Linked DNA regions of Mus musculus: regions 2 and 3 are each linked to region 1. A link is a contact called in public ChIA-PET data. All regions are on one chromosome and are shown on one strand. The core of a region is the stretch at or near the end of the contact, and the rest is flanking DNA. Distances in the headings are between cores, read along the strand shown.

The links. ChIA-PET counts read pairs in DNA pulled down with a chosen protein or histone mark.
Region 2: a contact with region 1 is called in an RNA polymerase II ChIA-PET map of effector CD8 T cells, with 20 read pairs. The contact joins two enhancer-like sites. A contact is called at or near these places in 2 of 115 datasets of contacts at active chromatin or transcription factors (effector CD8 T cells and memory CD8 T cells) and 3 of 9 other capture datasets (adipose tissue, liver and pancreatic islet).
Region 3: an RNA polymerase II ChIA-PET map of memory CD8 T cells shows a contact between it and region 1, with 7 read pairs. The contact joins two enhancer-like sites. A contact is called at or near these places in 1 of 115 datasets of contacts at active chromatin or transcription factors (memory CD8 T cells) and 2 of 9 other capture datasets (liver and pancreatic islet).

What each region holds. Positions count from the first base shown.
Region 1 is chr3:116,627,961-116,632,431 of GRCm38.p6, forward strand. Sass6 (SAS-6 centriolar assembly protein) reads left to right here. Exons shown (of 17, transcript NM_028349.3): 16 at 558-652; 17 at 748-3,026. The coding sequence ends at 854. Mfsd14a (major facilitator superfamily domain containing 14A) reads right to left here. Exons shown (of 12, transcript NM_008246.2): 12 at 3,204-4,471. The coding sequence ends at 4,314. Among named protein-coding and RNA genes, the nearest start is that of Trmt13, 16 kb to the left of the region's middle. Within about 2 kb of position 2,356, at least 8 of the 459 cell types and tissues checked have an H3K27ac peak or open chromatin away from gene starts, as enhancers often do. A contact at or near this core is called in effector CD8 T cells and memory CD8 T cells, where this site is marked.
Region 2 is chr3:116,378,460-116,382,930 of GRCm38.p6, forward strand. The region is part of intron 4 of Cdc14a (CDC14 cell division cycle 14A); the gene reads right to left. Among named protein-coding and RNA genes, the nearest start is that of Cdc14a, 43 kb to the right of the region's middle. Within about 2 kb of position 2,137, at least 104 of the 459 cell types and tissues checked have an H3K27ac peak or open chromatin away from gene starts, as enhancers often do. A contact at or near this core is called in effector CD8 T cells and memory CD8 T cells, where this site is marked.
Region 3 is chr3:116,463,843-116,468,313 of GRCm38.p6, forward strand. It overlaps the pseudogene Gm26358. Among named protein-coding and RNA genes, the nearest start is that of Gm40125, 42 kb to the left of the region's middle. Within about 2 kb of position 1,984, at least 37 of the 459 cell types and tissues checked have an H3K27ac peak or open chromatin away from gene starts, as enhancers often do. A contact at or near this core is called in memory CD8 T cells, where this site is marked.

The sequences.
Region 1 (4,471 bases), core at 1,106-3,605:
GGACCTGGGTTGGATTTCCACACCCATATGGCTGCTCACAAGCTCTGTAACTCATCTTCTGGCATCCATGTGCAGACATATATGCAGGCAAAACACCCACACACGTTAAAATAAACAAACATACGTGCAGTTTTTTAATGGTACTCTCAAATCAGTTATGTATTTTTCCTGTCACGTTACGTATGCCTTTGTTCTAATACGGTATGTTGTGGTATGTTGTATTGACTCCAATAAACTCAAGATAATATTCTCAGTATATAACTTGCTTTCTTTTGTATTTTCTCATCTCCTCATCTTTGCTGTGATATATATAATCTTACAGTACTCATAGAATTTATTCTTCTTGTAGTCTTTGTCCCAGTTTTAGTATGATGTTTGACCTTCACCAAGGGAGGACACAGGTATGGAGTTGTTCAGGCATCATATGATCACTTAGGTGGTCAAAAAATGTTGTACTAAGGTATTTTAGAACATTTTGATTTCTTGTCAACTAGGAACACTCAACAGAGAAAATGAACAATAAAGTGAAAATTAAGACGAAAATTATTTTTTTTAAGTGGTGAAACTTTAGGATTGGAATCCAAATACTTGAAGAGAAGAGAAGCTAGCATTCCTTTACGCGGACTTAGCCAGAATCTGTTGAGTGACTCAGGTGAGGAGACCTGTGACTGAGTGAGTGGAGTGGTACAGTGTGGATCATTACATGTGCTTAAAGCAGTGACATGCTACGTGCTTTGTCTCTTGCAGACCATCAGAAAGACGGCATGCTGGGAGCGTTCCAGCTATCTTCCAAACCCACCGTTCTCCCCTCCTCGTCTTCAGCCTACTTCCCTGGGCAGTTACCAAGTAGTTAATCCAACACCTTTTACTGCTCACCGACAGTTTAGGAATTCAAGTGATTTAACAGACTATTGATAACAAAATCAATTTTTTTCTGGTTCCTGTTAGGTCATTTGGATCCTTTATAATACTGCTGCCATTTACAAATTTAGGAAATTGATAAGGATGCTGAGTAAATGGTATTTTTTTTTCTGTGAACAAAACAGAATGTTTCAAAAAGTCACTGGATTGTATCAGATTCTTACCAGTTGGTCTGCTTAGGGACACTTTATCAAGATACACCTGCAGGGAATATAAACTGAAGACTTGTGATTCATTCGATCATTTTTATTGTAAAAAAAAAAAAATCTTAATCTGCCACCTGAGAGCTGGGAGAGCTTCCACCTGTGACCATTGAGCCTTACATTGACTTTACATTCAGTTCTCATACAACTTTCAAAGTTTTTTTTTTTTTTTTTTTTTTGAGACAGGGTCTATTATTATGTAGTTCAAGCTGTCCTGGAACTGGCTATGTATGTAGACCAGGCTGGCCTCAAACCCAGATCCACCTGCCTCTGTGTCCCAAGACCTAGGACTAAAGCTGTGTACCCACCAAGCCTGAGTTACACAATATATTTGGTTTATAATTTCTCCTCCCAGATGGTCTCCAGTTTCCTACCCACCCAATTTTATGTTCTTTCTCCCTTAAAAAAGAAAATAAAAATAACCAATCAGTAAGATAAAAATATCAAACCAGCCGGGCAGTGGTGGCGCACGCCTTTAATCCCAGCACTCGGGAGGCAGAGGCAGGCGGATTTCTGAGTTGGAGGCCAGCCTGGTCTACAGAGTGAGTTCCAGGACAGCCAGGGCTGTACAGAGAGACCCTGTCTCGAACCCCCTTCCCCCCCCCCAAAAAAAAAATCAAACCCAAAACAGTGTATTCGACCTTGTGCTAGTCAAGTCCTGGGTATGGGCATTTGGAGTTTGGTTGATGTACCTAGTGACACTCTTAAGGATTTTGAGTGAAATTAAGTATTCATAGTGAGTAAATCATTTTCTCTGAAATAATTTTTATATAAAAATCATTGGGACAGTGTATTTACATGACTGAAGTGCTTTAGTCATCTGGGCATTCCATAAAGATCATCAGTGTAATAACACCATAAAAGTTCATGGGACTTTTTATAATATTAAAATTTGTCATCAGTGTTAATAAAGCAGGAGGAGAGTTAACTATTGGAAATTACAACTTCCTCACTATTAAAAACTTCCAAGAACTATTCCTTTGAAATTAAGTAGTTTTAAAAAACAAAATGAAACAAAAAACCAAAAACAACCCTCTATAATCTTAGAGGTCTAATTTTGTTTTCTTGTTGACAACCACCCAAAGGAAATTAAAATTCCAAGACCCCAAAAATCTTATCTGTAAAATGTTAACAATCATGTGATATTTTAAGTTTCAAGGGGCTGAAGAGATGGCTTAGTGATGATCGGCACTAGCTACTCTTTTCAGAGGATGTGGGTTCTAATCCCAGCACCCACATGACAGCTCACAATTTTGTCACCCAGAGTGCATCAGGCATGCATGTGGTTTCTAGGCAAAACATTTATACACATTTTTTTTCAAGTACTTTACACTGTTGCAGACATTTTGAGACAGTGACGTAGAATCTTTAGCCTCACTTTCAGGATGATGGCTATTGCTAGCTGTCTTCAACGAGGGCTGTTATCACAGTTCAGTGATGGGAAGAATATTGCTATAACTACTTGAAAGCACTTATTCTGGAAAGAAGTCTCTCTATGCAGCACAGGACTGTTGTAAATACTATAGAATAAACCTAAGAGCTATGGCAGCCTTTGGAAAGGGATACAAGACATATATAGCTTTTTAGAAGAGATACCCTCCCCTTACTATTTATAAACCTGTTTCCACGATAGGACAGCTCATTTCCACGCAGGGTGTTGGTGACCTGTCTCTGTGCTAAGTGTCCACACACACAGATAGCGCCAACTCTCTGCTCTACCTCTTCTGCTTTTGTCTGAAATTGTTTTGTGTTGTATAACTGTACATGTGTTAACCATCAGAATGTTGCTTTTTGCTATTTCTGAAAGCTGTGACCTTTGTCAATAAAGCACTGAGGCTTGAGCGTTTTATATGCAAGAAGCATGTTTAGGAAATAAAAGACTAACTGTGCTTAGGAAATCAAGCATTTCCGGTTGACCTACACACTTCGTTATTTTTATCTTCAGGCTTTTTGTTTTGTTTTTGGTGAGGTGAGGTGAGGGCAGCAAATGGATTGCAGAAGGTAAGTTAAGGTAAGAGGATTTGTTACTGTAACAAAGCCTAAACCGGCCTTACAGGGAGGGACTCACAGATCAAGACCTTTTTAAAAAGAAAAAAATCATTAAAATATTTAATTTTATTAACAGAATATTTACATTTGAGACCTTATTTAATCATAGTGAATGCTCCAAGTTTAAAAAGCATTAGGCAGTAACCACACACAAGATGAAAACAGTGTAAACTATACAATACTTTATGTACATTTTTACAAAGTAACACTTTTTTAAATAATATAACTGGACACAAAAATATACACTTTAGAGAAATTCACATCAGTAATTGTATAAAGCTCTCTTCTAGGGTCCTGAAAATTTAGGACAAACATTAGCTCTGTAAATAAAGTGTTACTGTGACAGTCCTGAAAGGCCACTATATATATTTATCTACATATAGATATCACATTGACATTTTCAAGGCTACCAGCTTTACTATATAATTTTTAGATTATGTATTCAAGTGTTGAGGTCCTTATGATTATGCAAATATCAAAAGAATAGTGGTATAAGAAGCAGAACAGATTTAAACAGATTGAGCCAGATGGCTAGGCTCTGACCACCCCAATTTGAATTCTAAGTGGCTGATCTTTTCATTCTTCAGAACAGCCGTGAATAATGCTTTAAATAAAATTATGGCAAACAAGCTTGAAACATGATTCTGGTTTTCTACAATTTTCACAAGTTCTTTTAAATGCAAACAATTCTTTACCATTTCTTTTCTAGTGCATCTGCATTAAGGCTTTGAATTATTTGACCCAAGATTTTACAATGACTCAGGTTTTACAAGGTTAAAGCAAACAGGTCCATAACCATCCTGCCTAGTGTCGCTGAGTCAGCACGAGCAGGTAAAGGCTCAACACCTAAGGAAATGGCAGAGACGGAGTTACAGATAGAGCTTTAATTAAAGATGTGTAATAAAACAGTTTAGTGGCAAGAGAGTGGTGCTAATATAAACAAAAGGTTTCTTTTTGAAAGAAAGTGTAACATCTTTGGAAAACTGTCCGGTTCTTTCTTTAGTTCCCACGGAGTTCATGCAAGTATTTCTTAAGACAGTCTTAAAGTACACTGCAGATGGAAATGGAATGTACATCCAGAGCTACAGGTGAAAACTAAGACCTGGGTGCTGCGAGAGAGAGAAGTCTTCCTGATTTCCGTCACACATTCGTGTCCTGGAGTAAAGGTTCTTTGGCCTCTCCTGGCGCTTGTGTACTGTGAGGATGGCTGTGACTGCCACAGTGCTTCCTCCAACTGCTGGACCTTAAACTTAAATTAGTGTGTTCCGGAATAAACAAGGCAACGAGCAGAGCCAGCA
Region 2 (4,471 bases), core at 887-3,386, 250 kb before region 1:
TTTCCTGAATTCATAAGCACAATATGTCAGATATAAAATCTAGTATCCAGTTCATTTGCTGACCTCTGTGCTAATCATAGCAGCAGTCCAAAGCCAGGATATCCTTTTATATTTTTTTTTCCAAATACATTCACTTAGTTGGAGATAGGAAAACAAAACTATTTTGGAACTTTTTAAAATGCTAACCCCCTATTTGTCATAATTTCCCTTACAACTCACCAAAGTATCATTAAGAAGAAAGTACATTTAAAAATGGGCTCTAAAAAAAAATGTAGCTTATGGTCAAAACTACAACTCTATTGCAGGCACACACACAAAAAAAACATTTCAGGCACTGAGAATTTCCTCAAAATCTCAGACATCTCTGAAAGGGAACATATTAGTTCAAACTCATGGGATTTGGGACGTCCCTCATTCTAACGCATGAGATTCTGTAATGTTAGTGCATTCCCCAATGCTGTCCACATCGTGGATCTCCTTCCTACTCCCACATTTTAAAAAGCAGCTGACCCAAATTGACCACTGAAGTGGGATACCGGTCAGAGGCGTCAAGGCCTAGAACTCAGGACTAAAGCAGAGTGACCTCCACTTCCCCACAGGGGACATGCTTGTCAACCCAGAAGAGAAGCTTCAAACCACGAAGACCCAAAGGCTTCTTTTTTTGTAATTTTTTTTATTATTTCTTGTTGACTATTATCATATTTGTGTATAACGTGTGTGGAGCTCAGAGTATGACTGTGTGACATCAGCTGTCTCTTTCTGCATGTGTGTGGGTTCTAGGGTTCAAGCTTAAAGAGCAAGCACTTTACCTGCAGAGCCATTCTACTGCCTCCTGGTTAACTATGGATGAATAGACAGATGATAGATAGATAGATAGATAGATAGATAGATAGATAGATAGATAGATAGATAGATAGATACCTATGTTATTTAACTTATTAGGCAAAATAAAAGATTAACAACAGAAACTAGTATTGACAGAAAAAAATTGTAACAGCATAGAAGCTATGTGAATGTAGCCGCTCAAAATCTTTTCTTACACCACTTTTACTGAAGAGATGACTCAGAGGTTAAGAGCACTGGCTGCTCTTCTGTAAGTCATGAGTTCAATTCCCAGCAACCACGTGATGGCTCACAACCATCTAAAGGATCTGATGCCCTCTTCTGGTGTGTCAGCAACAGCGTGCTAATATACATAAATAAATCATTTTTTAAAATGCAGTGCCTAAGTGATCAGATGAAGTTGGGTGGATAATACAGGTAGAGAGTAACCTGGTAAAGATCACTGCAATATGAACAATGAGACAGTATGCCAGTAGACTAGATACCAAGACAGGTAGTGGGTAACTATGGGGCAGGTAGGATATACAATGTGGATCTGCTGGACGCTGAGATAATTCATAGCCACAGTGGAATAGAACCAGACAGTAAGAAACATCATGATACTACTTGAAATGGTAAACAACTTAAAACTTTTTATTTATTTATTTATTTAATTTTTTTTTGGAATTTTCCATTTAATATGTTAAGGCCAAAATTGACTAATACCTAGTGTCAGGGATAATGAAGAGTTTGCTGTCATATATGGAAATGTAATAGCGGAGAGACCGAGGGGGAGGTCCGTCTGCACTGTGTTTAGGTGGTCAGCACAGGATCGCTCGCTCTGGGACTCTGAACCCCCTGCAGGGACGTTTCCTAGCGCATCCATCCCCTTTTCCACTAAAACTGCAGAGACAGGCACTGGCTTGGGCACAGGGGACATAGATATTTGAGTGAAAATCCATATATCTTTACTCCAGAAACTCACTCTAGCAGGGGAGAGAGAGCCTGCAGAGAACTAACTTTGGGAAGTTTATCACAGCACCTTAGAGGTAAATGGAGAAAGCTCTGCTTGAGCCTTGCTCCGGAGTGAGGTGGTAAGAAAATGGCAGTGTGAAGAACCGGAAGGGGCGGGGCTGGCGCAGGCAGACAGATCAGGGTGGAGAAACACCAGGAAGAGCCTGTCTTTAAAAAAAAAGTTTCGTATTATTTTGATTAAATAAGAAATTCCACCAAGCAAGCCCAATGAATGACTCACACCTACTCCTGAAAGGATTGAGGAGTCTGACTCAGCCTGCCGTCTGCACGACCCCACAGAAAGGCTGACACTCGCTCTGCTCTTTAGTGTGAAGCTGTAAACCACAAAGGCCACCCCCTGCTAAGAGCTTTATGAAGTCGTGGAACAACTTTGAATGTTTCCTTCAAGCAAAGGTGACACCAGCAAAGCAACTTACTTTCGTGAGCCGTGACTTTGCCACCAAACTAAATAAGCCTGGCTCTACAAAATGAAATGTCAAAAGCCCTTCAAGGCCCTGCCATGGAAGTCCTGAGAATGAGGGGTGGGAGTGGGGAGAAAAACTAACAAAGATCCAAAGAGAGACAGGAGGATCGGTGGAGTTTGAGGCTACCTAGGGCTACAGAGAAAGACTCAGGAGGGGATGAGAGTGGGGGACATGTTGGAACGGGAGGGAAAAGGAAAGGAAAGATGAAGGAGAGGAAGAGACAGAGAGGAAGAAAGGAAAGGAGAAAAGAATGCCAAGTAGTAACGTGTGTTCAGTGGTTCACGTGGCACAGTCTATGCTTACCAATGTGCAACGACATCTTAAATTCTAACGATCTTAGTCATGTCTACAGAGCGAACCGAACAGGGACTGCACCTCGCTCTCCTCCTTTCAACTCACATATGGAGAGAGTTTTGAATGAACTAATTCGCTTTCCACAATGGAGAAAGGATATAATTAATATATAATATGAAAATGCATATAAATATAATGAAATGCATCATATCAAATGGAATTCCTTTCTAGGCTTTGGAGGGTCACGTGGTTTTTGGAGGGATTCGTTCTTTCGTTTGAATCAGGGTGTCACTATGTAGCCCAGAGTAGCCTGGCACTCACAACCACCCAGCCTTAGCCTCCAAATGATGACATTTGGGTGTGCCACAACACTCAGGTGTGTGTGTGTGTGTGTGTGTGTGTGTGTGTGTGTGTGTGTGTGTATTAGGGGCGTGTCCTTGAAATAAAATTCACACGTTAAAATTATAGAATCCAAAATACATTAAAAACCTAATGGATAGTGCCTGGGTGCATTCTGACTCTCTTCACACTGACTTAGGAGGCTCAGGCTGCCTCTGCAAGGGCCCCAAGTTGACACCAAAGACAGGCTCTTCTCCTTCAGGGTTACTCCGGACAGCCTGCTCTGGCCGCCTAGAAAAGGGGGAGAAAGCCTGAGAGAAGCCTGAGGGTAACACAGTGAATCAGATGATAATGTGATAAGGATAAATCAGTCTTATGATCTGCGCGCTTAACACAAGCAGCTTTTCCCATGATCCCAGTATCAGCTGACTAAAAACCACCTGGACCTTGGCATGGGAGTCTCTTGGAGAAACTGAAAATACCGGCAGTTTTTCTTCAACTTGATCCTGTTAGCTGAGGACTAATCTTAAAAACCCAAACAATTATCCACAAATTTGGTGCCAAAATCCAGGTCCTAAAAAAAAAAACAAAAAAAAACAAAAAAACAAAACAAAACAAAAAAAAATATTCCCCAGTCCTGATTTTGTTTTGTTTGAGACAAATCTTATCATGTAGCCCAGGCTGGCCTTGACTTCTCTATACAACAGAAGATGATTTGCAGTCCAGATTCTCCTGTCTAATATAAGATTAGACAGCTCCTTCTCTCAAATGCTGGGATCACAGGCACGTGCTGATATGCCCTACGTGGTACTAGGATTCATGCGTGCCAAGCAAGCATTCTGCCAACTGAGCTACATCCCCACACTGATTTTTCTTAAGTAATATAGAAAAGAAAATAGCATGCTTCACACACTGTAATGTGAAAAGCTGCCTGATGGGCAGAAGATGCGGCTCAGTTGGTAGAGTACTTGTCTAGCGTGCACAAGGTCCTGGGTTCAATCTCCAGCATCATATGTGTAACTACAAGGTAGAAGACCTTAGATCAGAAACTGAGGTCCTTCCATGGCAACAACTTGAGTCTGAGCCTGAGCTACATGAGAACCTTGTCTCAAAAAAGGAAGAGAGAGAGAGAGAAAGAGAGAGAGAGAGAGAGAGAGAGAGAGAGAGAGAGAGAGAGAGAAGAAGAAGAAGGAGGAGGAGGAGGAGGAGGAGGAGGAGGAGGAGGAGGAGGAGGAGGAGTTGCCTCATGAAGTCATTCAATATATATGTAAATGTGGGGGGGGGTAAGGGAGAAAACAGACAAATTCCATCCTAAGATTGCAAGCCTCACCCACCTCCCTCTCCCACTCCCTTATCACTTTGCCTCCTGCTCAGACCTACCCTAAGTCATCCACAAACATCACATACAAAGCAAATATGAAAAGAACTATGCTTGCATCTGGCAGGAACACAGAGGTGAGTAGATGTTCGCCCAGTTAGCCAGAATCAACACTCAGCTGTCCCCTGGAGGACAGCTC
Region 3 (4,471 bases), core at 734-3,233, 160 kb before region 1:
CAATCCAGCTCACCCTGCAGTAGAGATACCTTGACAACCACATTCGCTGTGTCAGTACAGTGACTCACAATCGAGTTGTGGAATCAGACTAGGTTCCCAGCCAGGGATAGGTGGATAAAGACAATGGGGTGCCAGTGAGGTGGCTCCATGGGTCACAGTGCTTGCCACCAACCCTGACAACCTGAGTTCAGCCCTGAGATCCACATGGTGAAAGGACAGATCCAACTCCCTCAGATTTCCCTCTGATCTCCGTATGTGCACCACGGCCCATATGTGTGCCCACCCATACACACACAAAATAAGTAAGAATAATTTTTACATTTAAGAGGCATACACACAAAAAGAAAATGTGGTGTGTCTATTCGACAGTTCGTTATTCAGCCATAAAGAATGAAATTATGCCGTATGCAGAAGTAATGAGATCGGAGAGCATTCATTGCATTCAGCTCAGTAAACTAGACTCTGAATGCTTTGTTTTCTGTCATATGGAATCCAGATGTTTGTTTATATTTTTATTCATATTTATAGTTTGAAAATAAAATGCCCTCCCCCCACAGGCTCCTATTTCATTCACAGCAAAAAGGAAAATATTCCAAGAAGGGGTGGGAAGGAGGGGAGAATGGGAGGAAAGATGAGCCAAGCACATGCCATTTAAACCCCACTATTGTGTACACTTACCCAAAAGAGTAATTAGCTGGAGGCCAGCGTGGGTCTGGAGTGTGGGAGTGATCCACAACTTTAATCCGAGCAGAGGCAGAGGCCTCTGTGTTGGAGGCCAACCTGGTCTACATAGCAAGTTCCAGGGCAGCCAGGGTTACATAGAGAAACCCTGTCTAGAAAAACAAACAAACAAACAAACAAACAAAGGGTAATCTTAAAAGAGCTTACTTATTAAGATGGGCATGGTAGCACATTCCTGTAATCTCAGCATTTGAGAGGTGCTGGCTGGAGGATCAAGAGTTCAAGTCCATCCTCGGGATATACAGCAACCTGGGCTGCAGAGTGGAGCCAAAAATAAACAAAACAAAGCCCCAAACACAAAGTTAAAGGTCTAAGAGAATGCATCCAGCTTCTGATGGCATCCAGTGAAAATCTAGGACCAAATTGGCCAGGAGGAGCAGTGACAGAAGTTGCATTCAGTGCTGTAGAGGATGCAGCCTCTCCTTAGGACAGCCCAGCAAGTTCTCGCAAAACTAAACATACCCTTGCCGTATGCAGCAACTGCATTCCTTAACATCCACCCCAAAAAGGCTGAAATTTCCTCATCATACAAAAGCATGCATCTGTGTGCCCCAGAATAGCTACAGGACCATCACGGGAAATCTTAGAATCATTTTTTAAAATATTGCAGATCTATAGATTTAATTTGAGCCCATTAAAAATCGAATACATTTTTCATAGTGTCTTTACCAGCCAGGATGCTCACCAGAAGCAGACCCAATTATACCACATGCACATGCAGGGTAAGAGTCCCCTATAGAACCTATAGAATACTTCCCTTCTCCTCTCCCAGCTCTGTGCTACTGACATCAGACAGCTGCTATGTACACCAGCAATGCCATACGTTGCTGCTGTCTGTGTAAGCTGTCTGTTCGCCTTTAAAGAGGTTTAAGGATGACAATGCTGCAGCCATTCACGGGTGGTGGCACTGCCATCTCCAATACCCACACTTACCGATGCCTATTTCCTTTGATTTTCCTTCTACCTGAGGGGTTTCTTTCACACGTTTTTTCTTTTTTTAGTACAGATCTATTAAGGTCAATTATTTCAGCTTCTATAGGTCGGGAAAAATATTTTGTCTTCACCCTAAAACATATTTTTCTTTGTAATTATTTTTAAAGGCTCGGTGCTCTGAATATATTCCCAAATGCTCTGTTGCGTTGCTTCAGAGGGGGATGTTTTCAGTCTGAGAGGGATATACTTGTGCGAGTCACCCACTCAGTGACTCTGAAGATTCGCTTCTTGTCCGTGGTCATGGCTGCTTCCTGTGCTCAGGGTTGGCTGGGCTTCTTAGACGTGTGGGTTCGTAGTTTCCATCCCTCTTCGGAAGGACGTCGCCATCGTTTGCTGCTTCTTTTCCTCGGCCACTGTGGTTACACATCTGTACTTAAAATAGTGTGACTTGCCCCACAATTTCTGCTTGCTGATTCCCCTTATGACCTGAATTTTCCCTTTGGTGTGTTTCACTTCAGAGTGCTCTATTGCTGAGCCTTCGGGTTTACAAGCCTATTTTTCTGCAATATTTAATTGGCCTTTAACTCCCTCATATGTCTCAACCATCCCAGATACCCTAGGGTAGTTTTTGTCCCTTCGCCTTTTGCTGTTTGGTCAGTCAATTTTATTTTATTTTTATTTTATTTTATTTTTTTTTTTTGTGGTTTTCTAGAAAATGGTCTCAGGCTGTCCTTGAACTTCTGATCTCACAACTTCCATTTCTCAAGTGCTGGCAGGCTTGCCCCACTGTGGGGGTTTCAGTAAGAATGGCACCCATAGACTCAAGTTTGAATGATTGGGCCCATAGGGAGTGGCACTGTTAGAAGATGAGAGCTTGCTGGAGTAGGTGTTGGAGGAAGTTGTAACTGTGGGTGCGAGGTCTGAGGTCTCATACACTCAATCTAAGCTTAGTCTCCTGCCTCCTTTGGATCCAGATACAGAGCTCTCAGCTCCTTCACCAGCACTGTGTCTGCCTGCACGGTGCCATGCTTCCCGCCATGATGATATTGGATTAACTCTGAACTTTCAGCCAGCCCCAATGACATGATTTCCTTTAACCTGCCCCGCCCCTAGAGGCGTTGTGGGTATGACTACTGTGTCACATGTGTATCAGTAAGTGACAGAGAGAGTGTTCTGACCTGTGTTAGCAGCCTAACACCCCCCTGAAAAAAACCAAGCCTGGGATGACCACCATTCTGGCACCTGTGGGCCCTGACGAGGGAGATGTCCCGAAACAGCCGCTAATCTAGCACCACACAGATCTTGATGGTCTCCCAGGGTGGGGAGCAAGTCAGAGACAGGACCAAGGGAAAAAGCTGGACACTAGAAGAACCCTTCTGAGGGTCATTGGTCCCAGGAGGGCATGAGCCTGAGAAAGATGACCCCCGCATGGGGCCACGCAGGCTCCCGGGCAAAGAGTGAGCCTAAGATGAACTGGCACCATGGGGCCTGAGCAGGGAGCTAGCATGAGATGACCACAGTCCCGTGTTGCGCGCAGCCCTGTGGGGGCAGACCGTGCCCAACATGACCCCTGCCCAGAGTCATAATGCACGAGCGGGGCATAGCTTTCCTGAAACCATTCCTGAGATGACCCCAGACACCCAAAGACGCCTCAGGCTCATGGGAGAGCTGACTCCACCCCTAGCTAGCCGCAGTACTAGGGAGAGCAGGCTCCGCTTATCACCGAGAAAGCACAGGAGAGCTGGCCTTGGTTGCAAGAGTTGCGGGTGAGCTGACCCATGCAATAGAATGGACAAGGAAGAGAAATCTCCCCCCTCCTCCTTCCTCCTTCCTCCCTCCTCTGTCTTCTCACTACCCCACCCCCACCCCAATACCTGAGGCAAGTGGGAGACCTGGCCCTGGGGTCATAAGAATAGGAAAGTCAGTCCTGTCCCTCACCAGCTGCAGAACTAACACTTGGGAGAGCAGCCTTGAACCTCGCCTGGGCAGCACAATAGAGCTGACCCTGGTGGCAGGGCACAGGCGAATATGTCCTGTTCTGAGGTCATGAGCATGCAAAATCTGGCCCACCACTTGTCTGCTGTGTGGTGACATGGACGAGGGAAAGTTACCTCTCACCCCTTGTACGGCAGGCAGGAGAGCTGGCCCCGAGGTCATGAGACCAGGAGAGCCGGCCCTGCCACCTACCTACTGCTGCCCTCAAAGTGGGCCCTGCACCATGCCTGGGCACTATAGTAGAGCTGGTCCTGAAGGTGGGGTGGTGGGTGAGCCAGCCCCAAGGGTCTGAATGTAGGTGAACCAGGCCTACCTCTTGTCTGCTGTACCAAGGCATAGGCAAGGGAGAGATCCCCTCTCTTCTCTTTGCCCCTGCGACCTACAGTGGACAGGGGAGCCGACCCGGCTGAGGTCACGAGAGCAAGAGAGCTGACCTGCCCCTCACCTTCTGCAGCGTTCGGGAGTATGAACCATGCATCTCACCTGGGCAGCACAGTGGAGCTGGCCGTGATGGTGTAGGCATGGACTAGTGTCAAGGGTATGAAAGTGGGAGAGTTGGCTCCTCCCCTTGCTGGCTTTGTCACTGGATAGTCCAGCCAGGGCAAGGTATGAGAGCTTAACCTGGTAATGTGGGTGCAGCAGAGCCCAAGGGCAGACCAGCTCAGGTACCTCTCAAGGCCAGATCCAGGACTTTGAGTTGGCCCACTTCTTCATCTACCCCATAGATGAACTGGAATTATGCAAAGAGCCCGATCCAAAACTACAGGCTCTCCACGGGACAACAACAGGATATCAGGAAGAG